Linked DNA regions of Sus scrofa: region 1 is linked to region 2. A link is a contact called in public HiChIP or PLAC-seq data. All regions are on one chromosome and are shown on one strand. The core of a region is the stretch at or near the end of the contact, and the rest is flanking DNA. Distances in the headings are between cores, read along the strand shown.

Region 1 (6,799 bases), core at 1,433-3,932, 550 kb after region 2:
GCTTTCCCCTCACTCCTTCCCTGCCTCCCTTCTTTCCTCTCTCCCTTTCTTTCCTTCCCTCCTTCTTTATTTGAGGGGGGAAGAGTGCTGTACAAAGTCAAACAAACAAGTTTACAGTTGTAAGTGCAATGACCCAAGTCCTCCACATGACCTTGTGAATTGTGTGCCGTCCTCCTGTGCTCTGTGAGAACTCGTGGTACTTCAGTGTCCCTCCCCCTGTATTGTGACAAGGTAATTCTGTGGTATCAGAATAAAAGGACTTGATATAAACAACCTACATACTGTCTCTGGGATGGTTTCTGAAACAGGAGGGTGTAGCCAGAGGAACAGAGCCTGTCTGTTCACAGTTAAAGGGAAAAGAGTAAAAAGGCGAAGATGCAGACGGGCTGGCAAGGCTAGGGCTGAGTTCACACCAATCTGTCCAAAAACAATGGGCCCCTCCACAAAGGCGCCCCAGGGCAAGTTTAATGTTTGGGCCTGGAGGGAGCAGTTAGCTTACTGAGCAGACTGTCGCGGGAAGGTGCCTGCACAGCTTGCGTGTGTCTAGGCTGCACAAGCAGCTTTCCCAGGCCTGGTTCCCAGGAGGCAAATGAGCATGTGCTGCCCTCTGGTGCTGCCAACAAGCCCTACACCTTGAGGCACTGCCTTGTATCCACTCCAGTCCCCAAACTCTTGATGGCTGCTAATCTTAGTCCTTCCACAGAACAGAAATGGGTCCTCACCAAAGTTACCCAGAGTTGCTTGAAATTTTTAAAAACACAGATAAATGAAAAGAAGCCTCATCTCTGGCCTTCCTCCAGGTTAGTATCTTGATGTTTATCCTTCCTTCCTGTTTGTGTTTCTCTTGTTTTAAACAAAAGTCGGAAAGTTGGGCTTCCCTTTGTGGCTCAGCGGTTGACAAACCCAACTAGTATCCATGAGGACGTGGGTTTGATAACTGGCCTCGCTCAGTGGGTTAAGGACCTGGCTTTGCCGTGAGCTGTGGTGTAGATTGCGGACGCAGCTCAGATCTGGCATTGCTATGCCTGTGTCGCAGGCCAGCAGCTGTAGCTCCAGTTGGACCCCTAGCCTAGGAACCTTCATATGCTGTGGGTGCAACCCTAAAAAGACCCCCCCCAAAAAAGAGGAAAAGTAGTACAACATCTTTTGTTTATCTCTAACCATTCATTCCAGATATTTAAATGTTCATCCTCCAGTGCCTGGGCTCCAGAGGGCTGCACCGTGAATTTACAGCCAGTCTACTGCACATGTTCTCAAGGACAGGCACCGTGTTCCCAGTTTTCCTGTTATAAACAACAACTGTAATGAACATCCTAATTTCCAACTTTCCACCCAGGTTGGTGGCTGGGGCAACTCTATCTGCTCCCAGTTCTGGCCTTAACAGTCCTGCACACACTGGATGCTCACAAATGCAGGTGGCCCCAGAAAGTGGAAACTGTTTTTACTTAACTAGCCCGACGTGGTTGATGGGGAAGGGGAAGCTGCAGGCCAATCTCAGTCAAAAGCAAAGCAGGGCGCAGGGAGCCAGGCCCCTGAGGTGTGGAAGACCATCCAGGTGCAAGGTATATGGAAGAGGGGACATCGCTGCTGGCCTGACAGCTGGCCAGCCTCTCCTGCCCTCTTGAGCCATCATAAGCCCAGCCCAGTACTGCTGTCCTGAGGGAACCTGCCTGTCCAGGTTTTTCTTTCCACAGGAAGTGCTCTGGTTCTGGGTGGAGCCTGACCCCACCAGGCCCTTTGCACTCAAGAGCTTGGCCTGAGGCCTGGGAAGGCAGACAGAGGCCCACCAGTTCATGATCCCCAGCAAAGTGCCACTGAGCGGGTGGGTGAGGGCTGCAGGAGCAGATAGCTTAAGAGGTAGGCGCGGTGGCTGATAAAACCAGGCAACACCCTGCGAATTTGGCACCCGCCTTTCGTTGCCCAACACCCTAGAACTCTGCGAGCTATGTCAGGAGCGCACCTCTGTCCTTTCTCATTGGCCTGGGAGCCCCTCCAGAGCAGGGCCTGGCACCTCCTGGTGAATGTCTGCCTTCTAATGGACCAGGAGGACCCAACAGTCAGTTCCTGGCTGCGGGAGATCCCTGCTGGAGATAGCTTCGATCTGGCTTCAGCTCAGGCCCCATTCCTCACCTCTCCTTTTCTGGACTTCACCCGGGCTAGGCTCAGCCCCGCCCGGCCGCACCGCCTCTCTGCAGAGCCTTCGGTCCTCCGCCGCCCTCTCAGTCCCCGCCCCCCGAATGCTTAGGGCTCACCCCCGTCAGGCCTCACCCCCCACCTCCCTTGGGCCCTGTCTTTCCTCACAGACCTCGCCCCTCCCCAAAGATATGCGCCTTTATTCCGTTTCCACAGCACCATCCCCTCTCCTCACCAAGTAACTGGCCGGGGCTTGGCCCACACAGCCCGCCTCTCACCAGCCTGGCCTGCCGGGAAAGGACCGCTCCTTTCCCCAAGGTTCCCGCCCCTCCCATCCAGGACTCCTGCAGCCGCGGTTCCCACTTCTGCCCCACAGGCCCCACCTCCTTACCATCTAGGCCCCGCCCCTCGGGTAACGGTTCCGGCCCATTCGTAGAAGGTTCCGCCCCTCTCAAGGCAAGGTCCGGGTGGCAGGGCTGGGCCGCTGCGGGCTCCGCCCCCTGAGCTCACTTCCGGGCGCCAGCACTGACTGCCTAGCCCCGGCGCCCCAGAGCAACCATGGAGCGGCAGGTGAGGGATCGGCCCGCGGTTCCTGTGGTCTTTGCAACCCGGGCTGTGCCTGACCCTGCTGTGTCCCCTGCGCAGGTGCTGCTGAGCGAGCCCGAAGAGGCGGCGGCGCTGTACCGGGGCCTTAGCCGCCAGCCCGCGCTGAGCGCCGCCTGCCTGGGCCCAGAGGTCACCACGCAGTACGGGGGTCGCTACCGGACTGTGCACACTGGTGTGTGTATGGCGGGGAATCGGTGGCGGGCCTATTCCGGGGCCGTGCACTCGGGTGGAGAGGAGGGGGATGTGCAGGGCTCGCTGCCTGACAGTGCTCACGAGTTTGTGGAAGACCGGGCTTGGAGGGTGTGGGTGTGGAAGGGTGCATCCCCCAGCCGTGCACACAGGTGTATAGGGGGTGTTCTGGAATGTTGCCCATGAGTGCAGAGTGTGGGTCTTGTAGGGGTCACCCACCCCCATCATCCCATACTGTACCCCCCCTCAAGGTCCTAGGGCGGATGCCAGGAGCGGTAGTGGTTTCTCTCCAAGATGTCAGCTCAGGCTCCGGTGACCTAAACTTGAGTTGTAGCCAAGTGTTGCCCATCCTGCCCCCAGAATATCTGGAGTCAGATTGGGGAGGTGGGCTGGACCTTCCTCTGGGCGGGGTAGGGGAGCCTGTGCTGGGACTGGCCAAATTGAGCAGTCTCATGCCTCTCCTCGCAGAGTGGACCCAGAGGGACCTGGAACGCATGGAGAACATCCGATTCTGCCGCCAGTACCTGGTGTTCCATGATGGGGACTCAGTGGTGTTTGCAGGGCCTGCAGGCAACAGTGTGGAGACCCGGGGGGAGTAAGTTTGAGGAAGGAAGCTTGTGGGCAAGGCCACAGCCATCTGCAAGCCTTTTATGAATACCCACCGTGTGCCTTGGTGTGGGGAGGGCCCAGAAAGGAAGCCAGGAGCTTGTTTTTTGCCACTAGGAGCTCTAGAGACATGGTCATAAGCACTGGAGACTTGCTTCTGACGGGCCAGGACCGGAGCCCCTGCTCCAGGGAGGGGAGGCAAGGCATCTGCCATGGTAGGACTAGAAGGGCTGCAGGGACGCATGTGGGCCACAGCCTCAAGAATCTTGTCTAAGAGGTTACAGCCAGTAAGGGGATAGGATGGGCTATCACTGGGTGGGAGGTAGTCCTGATGCGTTATCCTGTGTCCTCCTCAGGCTGCTGAGCAGAGAGTCTCCTTCAGGCACCATGAAAGCCGTGCTGCGCAAGGCTGGAGGCACGGGCACTGCGGAGGAGAAGCAGTTTTTGGAGGTAAGTCTGTGTGGGACCGGGTGGTAGGCAGCTGGGGGCTCAGATCCACAGATAAAGCTCTGCTGGAGGACAGACAACCTGACTCCCAGCTGTCCTCAGGTCTGGGAGAAGAACCGGAAGCTCAAGAGCTTCAACCTGTCAGCGCTGGAGAAACATGGGCCGGTTTATGAGGACGGTGAGGCAGCTGGCTGGTGAGCAGGCAGGGTAGACAGGAGGGGCAGCCATAGCCCAGGGCTCCCCCTGATCTGCCTTTCTTGCACCCAGACTGCTTTGGCTGCTTGTCCTGGTCGCACTCGGAGACACACTTATTATATGTGGCAGAGAAGAAGCGCCCCAAGGCTGAGTCGTTCTTTCAGACCAAAGCCCTGGACGTCACTGGCAGCGATGATGAGATGGCCAGGACAAAGAAGCCAGACCAGGCCATTAAGGTGCTCATGGTCATGGCCAGTCCATGAAGGTTCTTCAGGGCAGCCCTGGGGCCCAGTATGTTCTCCACCTACACTGTGCCTATCAGAACTGGGGAGGCACTGTCTCGTAGGGGACAGGGCAGGCTCGTGCGAGACAGGCTAGGCCCTGAGTGTCTTGTGTTCTCAGGGGGATCAGTTTTTGTTTTACGAAGATTGGGGAGAAAACATGGTTTCCAAAAGTACTCCTGTGCTCTGCGTGCTGGATATTGAGAGCGGCAACATCTCTGTGCTTGAGGGGGTTCCTGAGAGTGTGTCCCCTGGACAGGTCAGTGGCGACTCAGCCTACGTCATTCCTGGAGTCTGAGGGTCCTGCCTGAGTTACTCCCCTGGTTTACCCCTGCCCCCGGTCTTGTTTACAGGCATTCTGGGCCCCTGGAGACACAGGTGTGGTGTTCGTGGGCTGGTGGCATGAGCCCTTCCGGCTGGGCATTCGCTTCTGTACCAATCGAAGGTGAGGACAATGGAAGGGGCAGGGCAGGGGGCTTTGCAGCTCAGACTGTCCATGAAGCTGAGTGTCTCTCTGGTGGTTCCAGGTCAGCCCTGTACTATGTAGACCTCACTGGGGGGAAGTGTGGTAAGTGGCACCTACCTCTGCTTTCCTCTGAGACACACTGGCCTTGGCAGCCTGCATGGTACTCACGTTTCTGTCTGGTCCAGAGCTCCTCTCAGATGAGTCTGTGGCTGTCACATCTCCCCGGCTAAGTCCAGATCAATGTCGCATCGTCTACCTGCGGTTCCCATCTCTGGTCCCCCATCAACAGTGTGGCCAGTTGTGCCTGGTGAGCTGGGGGAGGGATGGGGGTGGAGGGAGGTCAACAAGAGGAGGGGATGGTAGATGAGAGCTGAAGGCACAGCTTCGTTTCCCCTTGGGCCCCTCAGTGCACCTCCTGTCCCAGGTGCAGTGATGGTGTGGGCCTGGAGGCTTAGAGTGCTGGCCTGGGGGGTGCTCTGCACAATCAAAAGTCACCACCTTGAGAGCATTCTCTGTCTACAGGAACACTCCTCCCTTTGCGTCTCATCTGCAAGGGACTGGGAATCATGGGCAGTTATAGCATCTCAGTCCTTGCCCGAGAAGGGCTTTGGGCCCCCACTGAAAGTTAGAGGCACCCCCAGACATCTAGTCCAGGTTACCAGAAAGGAGATACATTAGCCTTCTCTCAGGTCTTCCCCTCCCTTCCGTGAGGCTACCCAGGGCTATCAGAGAAGATCTCTGTGGCCTGGTGGGCCTGACCATCGTGTTCCCTTGCAGTATGACTGGTATACCAGGGTCACCTCGGTGGTGGTGGACATTGTGCCTCGGCAGCTGGGAGGTACGGGGTGTGTGTGTGTGTGGCTGGGTGGGTTGCCTGCAGCTCTGTTTTCCTGCCATCTGTTATCCCTGTTCAGGGCCAGCCTCCTCAGCTCTTCCTCCCTGGGTTCCTTCTGAAGTCTCCCTTCCCTGCTGGGCCAGCCCCAGATTCCACCTTCACAGGGAGTGGGACTGTCACCACAGGGGATGGTTTTGATAGAAGGAAGTCAACTGGACCAAAGCCGAGATCAGAGTGGCCCAAGCTGGCTGAGGATTTAGATTGTTTCATTTATGCTGCAGCCCATAGATTTTTCTTCTTTTTCCAGTGGCTGGTTAGAGCCACTGCTCCTTCAAAGGGTCTCAGAAAGTGCACTAGGCTGGTAGGTCCTCGCCCAGGGGCGCTCATTCTCCCGCTCCTAACACCCGCCCCAGCATTTGTCCACTCCAAACCCTTGAGGCAGCAGGGTCTCTAGGAGGGTGGCTCTTGGCTGACAAACTCTAGTCACAGTCTTGGGTGCTCTCGACTCTTCTTGAGATCCTGGACTATGCTAGGGATGTGAAATGTTAGTCCCTTGTTTTTTTAGGCCACCTGCCTGGACAGTTCCGGGAGTCAAGGACAAGGGATGGCCTCTTTTCTTCTCTCTGAGTTACAAGGATGCAACAGTGGGGACCTGGTCTGAATCCCACCTCTGCCCCTTATTAGCTGTGCGTCCTTGGACAGTGTCCTGACCTCTATTTCTTTATGTGATGAGGGAGTAGTTGTCCCTACCTTCTTTATAGGATTGTAGTGAGGGTTAAAAGAGTGATATTAGAGGGTAGGATTTATTCAAACAACCCCTCCCCGTCACCAGGCACTCTACACGGTATGGGAATGGACAGACAAGTGTTATCTTGTTTACAGCATCCGGTGCCTACCAGGGGCCCTGTAAGAGCAGCTCATAGGAACGCCAGTGCACTTCTGAGCACCCACAGTTCCTCTCAGATGCTCTTAAGCTCTGCCTCTCCTGGGCCCTCAAGGTCCTCTGCCCCTCGGCCTTCTCTTCAGGGAGCTCTTCATCGC
Region 2 (6,443 bases), core at 1,330-3,829:
TTTTGAGATGTGAGTTGTCTTTATTCCCAGTAAATCCCAGTCCGCTAGAACTGCTGGTTTTCTCCCCTTGAATTTTGAGGAATTAGAACCACCATGATGGCTTCCAGAACTGCCAGCTTTTCAAGTTTCTCCTTTAACCTAGTATACTTTAACAGGGATCCTCCCACTTCCTGGTTAAGGCAACCAGCCTTTGTGGCTCAACTAAACAATGTGACCATAAGAAGTCCCAGCTTAAGAACAGCTCTTGTCCCTCTACCAGTGATAAACCTCTTTCCTCTGTCCCAGGAAGGCTCCAGAATGTCTCCATTTCTAGTAACTTAAACCCCCTTTTCTCTCTCCTTTTTGTAGCTGCAACCTTGGCATGTGGAAATTCCCAGGCCAGGGACTAAACCCCAACCACAGCAGTAATGACACCAAATCCTTAATCACTGGGCCACCAGGGAAATCCCCCTCTTTCTCTCTTTTTTTTTTACTAGGGATTGAACTTGATGCAGCAGAACATCCATAATCTCTGCCCTGGAGAAGTGAGAGTGCCCAGAACTCAGAAGAGAGAGGATTCTAGGAGCAGGAAAAGCTTGGCAAGGTCCCTTTCTGGGCCAGGGTTGCAAGGCCCTGCAGGGAGGCTCCGAAAGAGCACTGGGCGGACACGACATTCCCGATGGCTACTTGGGTGCCCACTCAACGGGAGTGATCGTGTCATTCCAAAGCACTTTCCATGCCGCAGGTGCACAACCTAGGGTCAGCTGCTAATAGGATTGGGGGCCAGAGGCTGAGCTGGGGTCTTCAGCTACTCTTGGTGCATGAGGACACTTACAGTGGCTTTACCCCAGGAAGTGAAGGGCTATCTTTAGTCAGCTGTGGGCTGGGGTGGCCCTGGGGGACTCACCACCATTGCAGACCACCATTGCAGCCCAATCAGAAGTCCCTGTGTCCTCCCTCCCTTGCCAGTGCTACCTTGGGATCCAAGAGATGGCCACAGCCTGGGCTCCCCGACGTCTACGCCTGTCATTTCCAGCCTGAGGGCGCACCTGAGAGAGGGACAGAAATCAGAGTGGCCCGATAAAGTATGTCTGGGGATCAGGGGCTAGCCCACCGAATCTGGGCCAGAACGCTGCTCAGGCAAGAGAGCAGGGAACGAAATCCAAGTGCAGCTGGAATGCTCTGGAGACAACAGCTGCTTTTGGGATTCCGTTGCCCGCTGTCCAGCCGTGGGGAGTGGGAGGTTGAGAGGGGTAATCTCTTGCCTTGGTGCCAGATCAAACTTCCTACATTCCCAGTCCCAGGAGAGGGAGCCAAGAGAAGGTGGTGAAATCAAGTGCGGTAGGAACGAGCCGCTCGCTCACCTGGGCCCCAAAACAATAGGTGTGGTGGGGACCCCCCCCCCCGGGACTGGGTCCCAATCTGGATTAGATCCACGGGGTAGGATTAATCCTGTTGGTCCCATGCAGTCAGGGCCACTACACTGGCGGTGGCGGGGCGGGCTTCAGGATCAGCCAAGAGGGAAGCGCGCCCGTGGGGCCTCGGAGAGGAAGTAAACCCTCCCCTGGGACACCCCCGCACCCGGGCCCTTTGTCTGGTGACGCTGCCAGTGTCGGGAGTGCGAGAAGCCCAATGAGCCCTCAAGGCAGCGACGGGACCCCCGGAGATCTACTGAGAACGTCCTCGGTTGTTCGAAACCCCCCCGCCAGCCTGGCCCCGCGGGCGGCAGACGCAGCAATGTTTCCCCGGAGGCCACCATACAGTAGGCGCGCCGAGATGTCGGAACCTGCGCGGGCGCCAGCGACTCTGGCACCAGTAGGCCTTCTGATTCGGCTCAAGACGCGGGGGAGGGATTCTCTGGACGCAGAGCGAGGTGAACAAGAATAGGGCGATACTCCGGCCGCTGTATAGTTCAATGTCTGGTCCGTTTCGGCCCGGTCCGACCCAGGAGCAGCAACGACCAGCCTGACGTCGCGTCCTCTTCCGCTTGTTCTAGCCGCAGAGTTGGAGCCATTTTAAGGCGAAACCACTCAGCCACGCCCCCTCGCCCTCCAGAGAAGCCAATCCAAGCGCAACGACGCCTGGTGTGAAACGCCGCGGCGTTGCCAACGGTCGCGCGGGTGAACGGTTGGGAGGGGCTGAACTCGGAGGGCGAGAGGGGGAAACCTGAGCTGCCCGCACCGCCCTCGGAATCCGACTCCGCGAAGCCGGGATTAGAAATTTGGAGGCTGGCACCACGCCCTGGCCAGGTGTGCGGGACTCGAACAGGTGCTAGGCCGCCCCTCCCCGGGTCCCAAGAGCCCGGCTTAATGGCTAAGAGCCGGGGGCCCGGCCGCGGCTGGGGCTCAGACTGTGCTGAGGCCTGTCACGCCACCAGGTGTCCGGCTCCCCCAGAACGGCCTGCGGGGGCCTGGGGCGGGGCGGACGGCAGCTGCAGACACTGGAGCCGCACCGGGAGACCCGCCCTGCTGGGACCTAAGCCCCTGGTCGGCTCCCTCCCGTCTCCAGCCCGGGGCCGGCAGAGCTGCGCGGTGCCCTCCGCGACGCTGGGGGCGCTGTCGTTGCTCCGGGCTGGGTGACGCCACGACCCCGCTGACCCTGCGCCGGTCTCCCTGTGCGCTGATCCGCCATGGCAGCGGTGTTCGTGCTTCGGAGCTTGTATCGAGCGCGACACATCCTTCGCTGGCCGCTCGCGCAGCTGTCCTGGTGAGGCCGGACCCACCGTCCCTGACCACCTGCCCCCCACAGCCAGCGACTCCCAGCCCCTTAGACCCCGACCATACCCCTCCGCAGGGCCCCAGGGCGTGGGCATCGGCTCACGCCGACGGATGATGAGCTGTATCAGCGGACGCGAATATCTCTGCTGCAGCGCGAGTCCCCGCAGGCGATGTACATCGACAGCTACAGCAGCCGCGGCTTCGTGGTCAATGGAAATCGCGTGCTTGGGCCCTGCGCGCTGCTTCCGCACTCGGTGGTGCAGTGGAACGTGAGCCCTTCCCTGCAATAAGGAAACCCGAGGACCAGAGTCAGGCCTGCCTTCCTGACTCCGTCCTTGGCAAACTTGGCTTTTCTTTTGCCCCGCTTTGGAGCAGGTAGAGGGTCGGTGGGGAAACCTCCATAGACTTGTAATTAACTTGTCTCCTTCCCACACAGGTAGGTTCCCACCAGGACATCACCGAAGGAAGCTTCTCTCTCTTTTGGATGCTGGAGCCCCGAATAGGTACTGGAGGAAGGGAAGGCTGAGGTGATGAGCCCCGGAAACCCACCCTCTCGATAGACCTCGTTGCAGCCTTGCTATGCTCATCTTTCCCTAGAGATTGTTGTGGTGGGCACTGGAGACCGGACTGAGCGGCTGCAGCCCCAGGTGCTGCGAGCCATGAGGCAGCGGGGCATCGCTGTGGAAGTGCAGGACACAGTATGTCTGGTACTCGGGAATGCTGAGGCGAGCCCAGGCCTGGCCTTGGCCCTAGCCCAGCTGATGCTGGCTTTCTCTTTGCAGCCCAATGCCTGTGCCACTTTCAACTTCCTGTGTCATGAAGGCCGGGTGACAGGAGCTGCTCTCATTCCCCCACCTGGAGGGGCTGCTCTCACATCTTTGGCCCAAGTCTCAAAAAAATGAACCACCAGGAACCTTGCCACCCTTTGCTGAGTGCAGGGGTTTCCAGTTTTTACTAGCTCCTCCCCTTTGGCACTGTAACAACTTGTCTTTCTAGCCAGCAAATTAATAATTTAATCTACTTCTCACAATTTTGTACTAGGTGTATTGCTGGACAGGAGCTGCTGGCTCCGTGGGTTCATGGAGGGGGTTGTGAAAAAATCAAGGGGATACTCAAGAGGCGAGGAAGCTGTATAGGTGTCTGTTATAAACTGTACATCTCTTTGCTCACATGCAGATTTGAGGGGACTTCAGTGCTTTCTCCACAAGGCCCTTTAGAGATTCAAGTTAGAGAACATGTATGTGGGGTCTCAGCCTGATCCCCTGTGGCCAAGCTTTGGGCTAGCAGGAGGCCCTGTGGATGCCAGTCTATAGCCTCATGGCCTGTTCTGTGACCCTTTCTTAGCAGCTACAGTCAGAGTCACAGTTTGAGACCAAACCCTTGGGAGCCAGAACTGGTCTGAGCTGCCAGAGAAGGGACTTTCTGAATCTAGCACTACCACCTACGTCCAGGTGCTCACAGCACCCTCATCTCAGGGCTTGAGGTTTTCCCTGGAAATGACGGTACTGTGTTGGTGTGTATCTGTGATGGTGGCAGCTGCAGAGCACTACCTGCTTGTTGTTGACCTCAAAGATCAGGCATCACTTTTTTTCAAACTTTTATTGAAAAACCAAGGAGGTGTGCTGTATCCCTTTTCAGAAAAGACGCTTCTCATACCTGTTGGCAGAAGGACCAGCTGTGAGGGTGAGGGCAGGAAGACCGAGGCATGGGAGACACCTCAACCCCAAGGACAGAGGAATGGAAAGGGTTGGTCACTTACGAATGAAGGCTGTGGACGCCACCTTCAACCTGAGCTGAAGATGTTCTCTTTTCAAACTTGAGCTCCCCAGAATACATCATGGCTCTGAACAGGGGTGGTGGTCAGATGTGGGGAGCTGGCCCTCGTCCAGCCCCTCTAGTCGATGGCCCTGCTCCCTAAACTTACCGGACTTGGGTTAAACTCTTAGCACCAATGTCCTGGCAGGAGTGCTGGATGCCGGCAATCAAGTATGGAACAAATTTGTGGATGGATCCTTTGTCCTGCACAGCCCCAGACACCCCCTGGGCCACCTTGATTTTGTCAGCTTCACTGCAAGAAGAGGCAAGAAACACAGACAGGGTCAGAGCCTTGATGATACTGCCAATGTAGAGTTAGCATACAGTAAATGGCTTGCCTGTCCCACCTGAAATATCGGTTCTGGCTGCTGAGATGCTTGTCCATGGCATCAAGAGAACCCATGCCACGATATTTCTTTAGTCGGATCCCATCAGAGAAGAAGTACTCGCCAGGGGCCTCAGTGGTAGCAGCCAAGAGGGAGCCCATCATAACTATGGACAGGAGGAGGGAGGGAGCCCATCATAATTGTGGATAGGAGTGCTGTGGGAAGACCCTGACTGCATTAGGAAAGCAGTCCCACCAGGCTTCCTGGGTGTAAGCCTCACCTGTGGAGGCCCCAAGGGCCAAAGCTTTGGCAATATGGCCCACATTTTGAATTCCTCCGTCAGCGATGACAGGAACACCAAATCGCCGTGCATATTCTGACACCTTGTACACTGCTGTTGCTTGGGGACGCCCACACGCCAGCACTGTTGAGACATGGAGGAAGAAGTGTGGGGGGGATGGGGTTAGTTGGGTGCTGGGGGTGGGGGGGGGAGAACAAGCAAGAAGCTCTGTGGCCACAATCGGCACCCAGGAGCTCTCGCTACACTTGCACCAGGACTGCAGCCTGGCTGAGGAAGTCTTGTCTGGGATGGCTACTGTCCCAGCTGCCATGAACAGTACAAATAGCTGTGATGGAACTTCACTCACCCTTCGCGTGTGCGCGTGCATGTATGCATGGCCCAGGGCAGCCTCAGGCACATGCAGTCAGCAGCTGTGAAAGCCCCTCCCAATTGGCATCAGGTCGGGTAGGGGTCACGGTGCAGTTAGTACCCAGAGGCCCACCCTTTGCTCCCTGCATTGTGGGCAGCTCAGGCAAGATCAGGGGCAGTGATGGTGTGGAAGGAAGAGTGGATCCCATAGCTGGTTCTTAACCTGTGACTACTGCAAGAGACATGGGCAGGGCAGGGCCTACCTGGAGGAGGTCCTGCCCTACAAGCATCCCAGGAAGAGATGGGAGCTGTGTTCTTGAGCAGTTCCCAAAACCATGGTCTGTCATTCAGTTTGCCCTGCCCACCCATCAGCACCACAAACCCCGGGAGCTACAGCTACAGTCAACCAAGCAGCCGGGCAGTGGGCAGCTGGGCTGGGCCAGTGGGCCGGGCCAGACTTACTATAGCAGCCCGTGACAGTAGAAGGGCATTTGGGGCTGTGGGACTTTATGTCTGGAGGGATCTTGGGAGCCGCTAAATAAAACAAACAGACCAGAGTTTAGAGAGGGTGCGGAGCAGGAGCTGGGAGGCCAGGCTAGGCAGGGGGGAAGTGGCAGGTGAAGAATGACAAGAGCTCGTCTTGCTTCCAGCATGTTACTCATCCAAGGAGCCTGTTTGGCCCTGGGGCTGCCCCTATTGGAGGACTCAGTGTAGTTCCTGTAAGAGCACTTGGCTCCAGGGCATGTGGGGCTAAGGTCCTTGATAAAGCCAGGTCTCTGAGGGTCCTGCCAAAGCATCTTCTTACCTTCTTGAGTGATGCAGATGGAGCCACTGCCCATTCCCACCCTCAGGGCATCTACACCAGCATCAATGAGGTTCTTGGCCTGAGCAGCGGTGACCACTGAAGTAGGGAACAGTGAAAGGCTCACATGAAGTTATAGGCGGGAATGTAGTTCC

What was found. HiChIP or PLAC-seq counts read pairs in DNA pulled down with a chosen protein or histone mark.
Region 1: an H3K27ac HiChIP or PLAC-seq map of skeletal muscle shows a contact between it and region 2. The contact joins the promoter of APEH here to the promoter of NDUFAF3 in region 2. A contact is called at or near these places in 1 of 5 promoter capture datasets (fetal liver) and 1 of 2 datasets of contacts at active chromatin or transcription factors (skeletal muscle).

Annotation. Positions count from the first base shown.
Region 1 is chr13:32,203,185-32,209,983 of Sscrofa11.1, forward strand. It overlaps APEH (acylaminoacyl-peptide hydrolase), which reads left to right and starts at 2,683. Exons shown (of 22, transcript NM_213923.1): 1 at 2,683-2,703; 2 at 2,779-2,911; 3 at 3,397-3,523; 4 at 3,891-3,984; 5 at 4,084-4,159; 6 at 4,249-4,412; 7 at 4,579-4,716; 8 at 4,811-4,902; 9 at 4,985-5,025; 10 at 5,109-5,230; 11 at 5,701-5,761. The coding sequence starts at 2,692. BSN (protein bassoon) reads left to right here. Exons shown (of 12, transcript XM_021068762.1): 12 at 1-277.
Region 2 is chr13:31,654,362-31,660,804 of Sscrofa11.1, forward strand. It overlaps NDUFAF3 (NADH:ubiquinone oxidoreductase complex assembly factor 3), which reads left to right and starts at 2,580. Exons shown (of 5, transcript NM_001243606.1): 1 at 2,580-2,685; 2 at 2,773-2,965; 3 at 3,133-3,199; 4 at 3,294-3,394; 5 at 3,479-3,726. The coding sequence starts at 2,609. The coding sequence ends at 3,598. DALRD3 (DALR anticodon-binding domain-containing protein 3) reads right to left here and starts at 1,945. Exons shown (of 14, transcript XM_021070653.1): 1 at 1,741-1,945; 2 at 955-1,028. The coding sequence starts at 1,009. It overlaps IMPDH2 (inosine-5'-monophosphate dehydrogenase 2), which reads right to left. Exons shown (of 15, transcript XM_005669533.3): 9 at 6,292-6,387; 10 at 5,949-6,020; 11 at 5,118-5,261; 12 at 4,859-5,003; 13 at 4,621-4,764; 14 at 4,456-4,539; 15 at 4,281-4,352. The coding sequence ends at 4,331. MIR425 (microRNA 425) reads right to left here and starts at 712; the gene lies at 633-712. It also overlaps MIR191.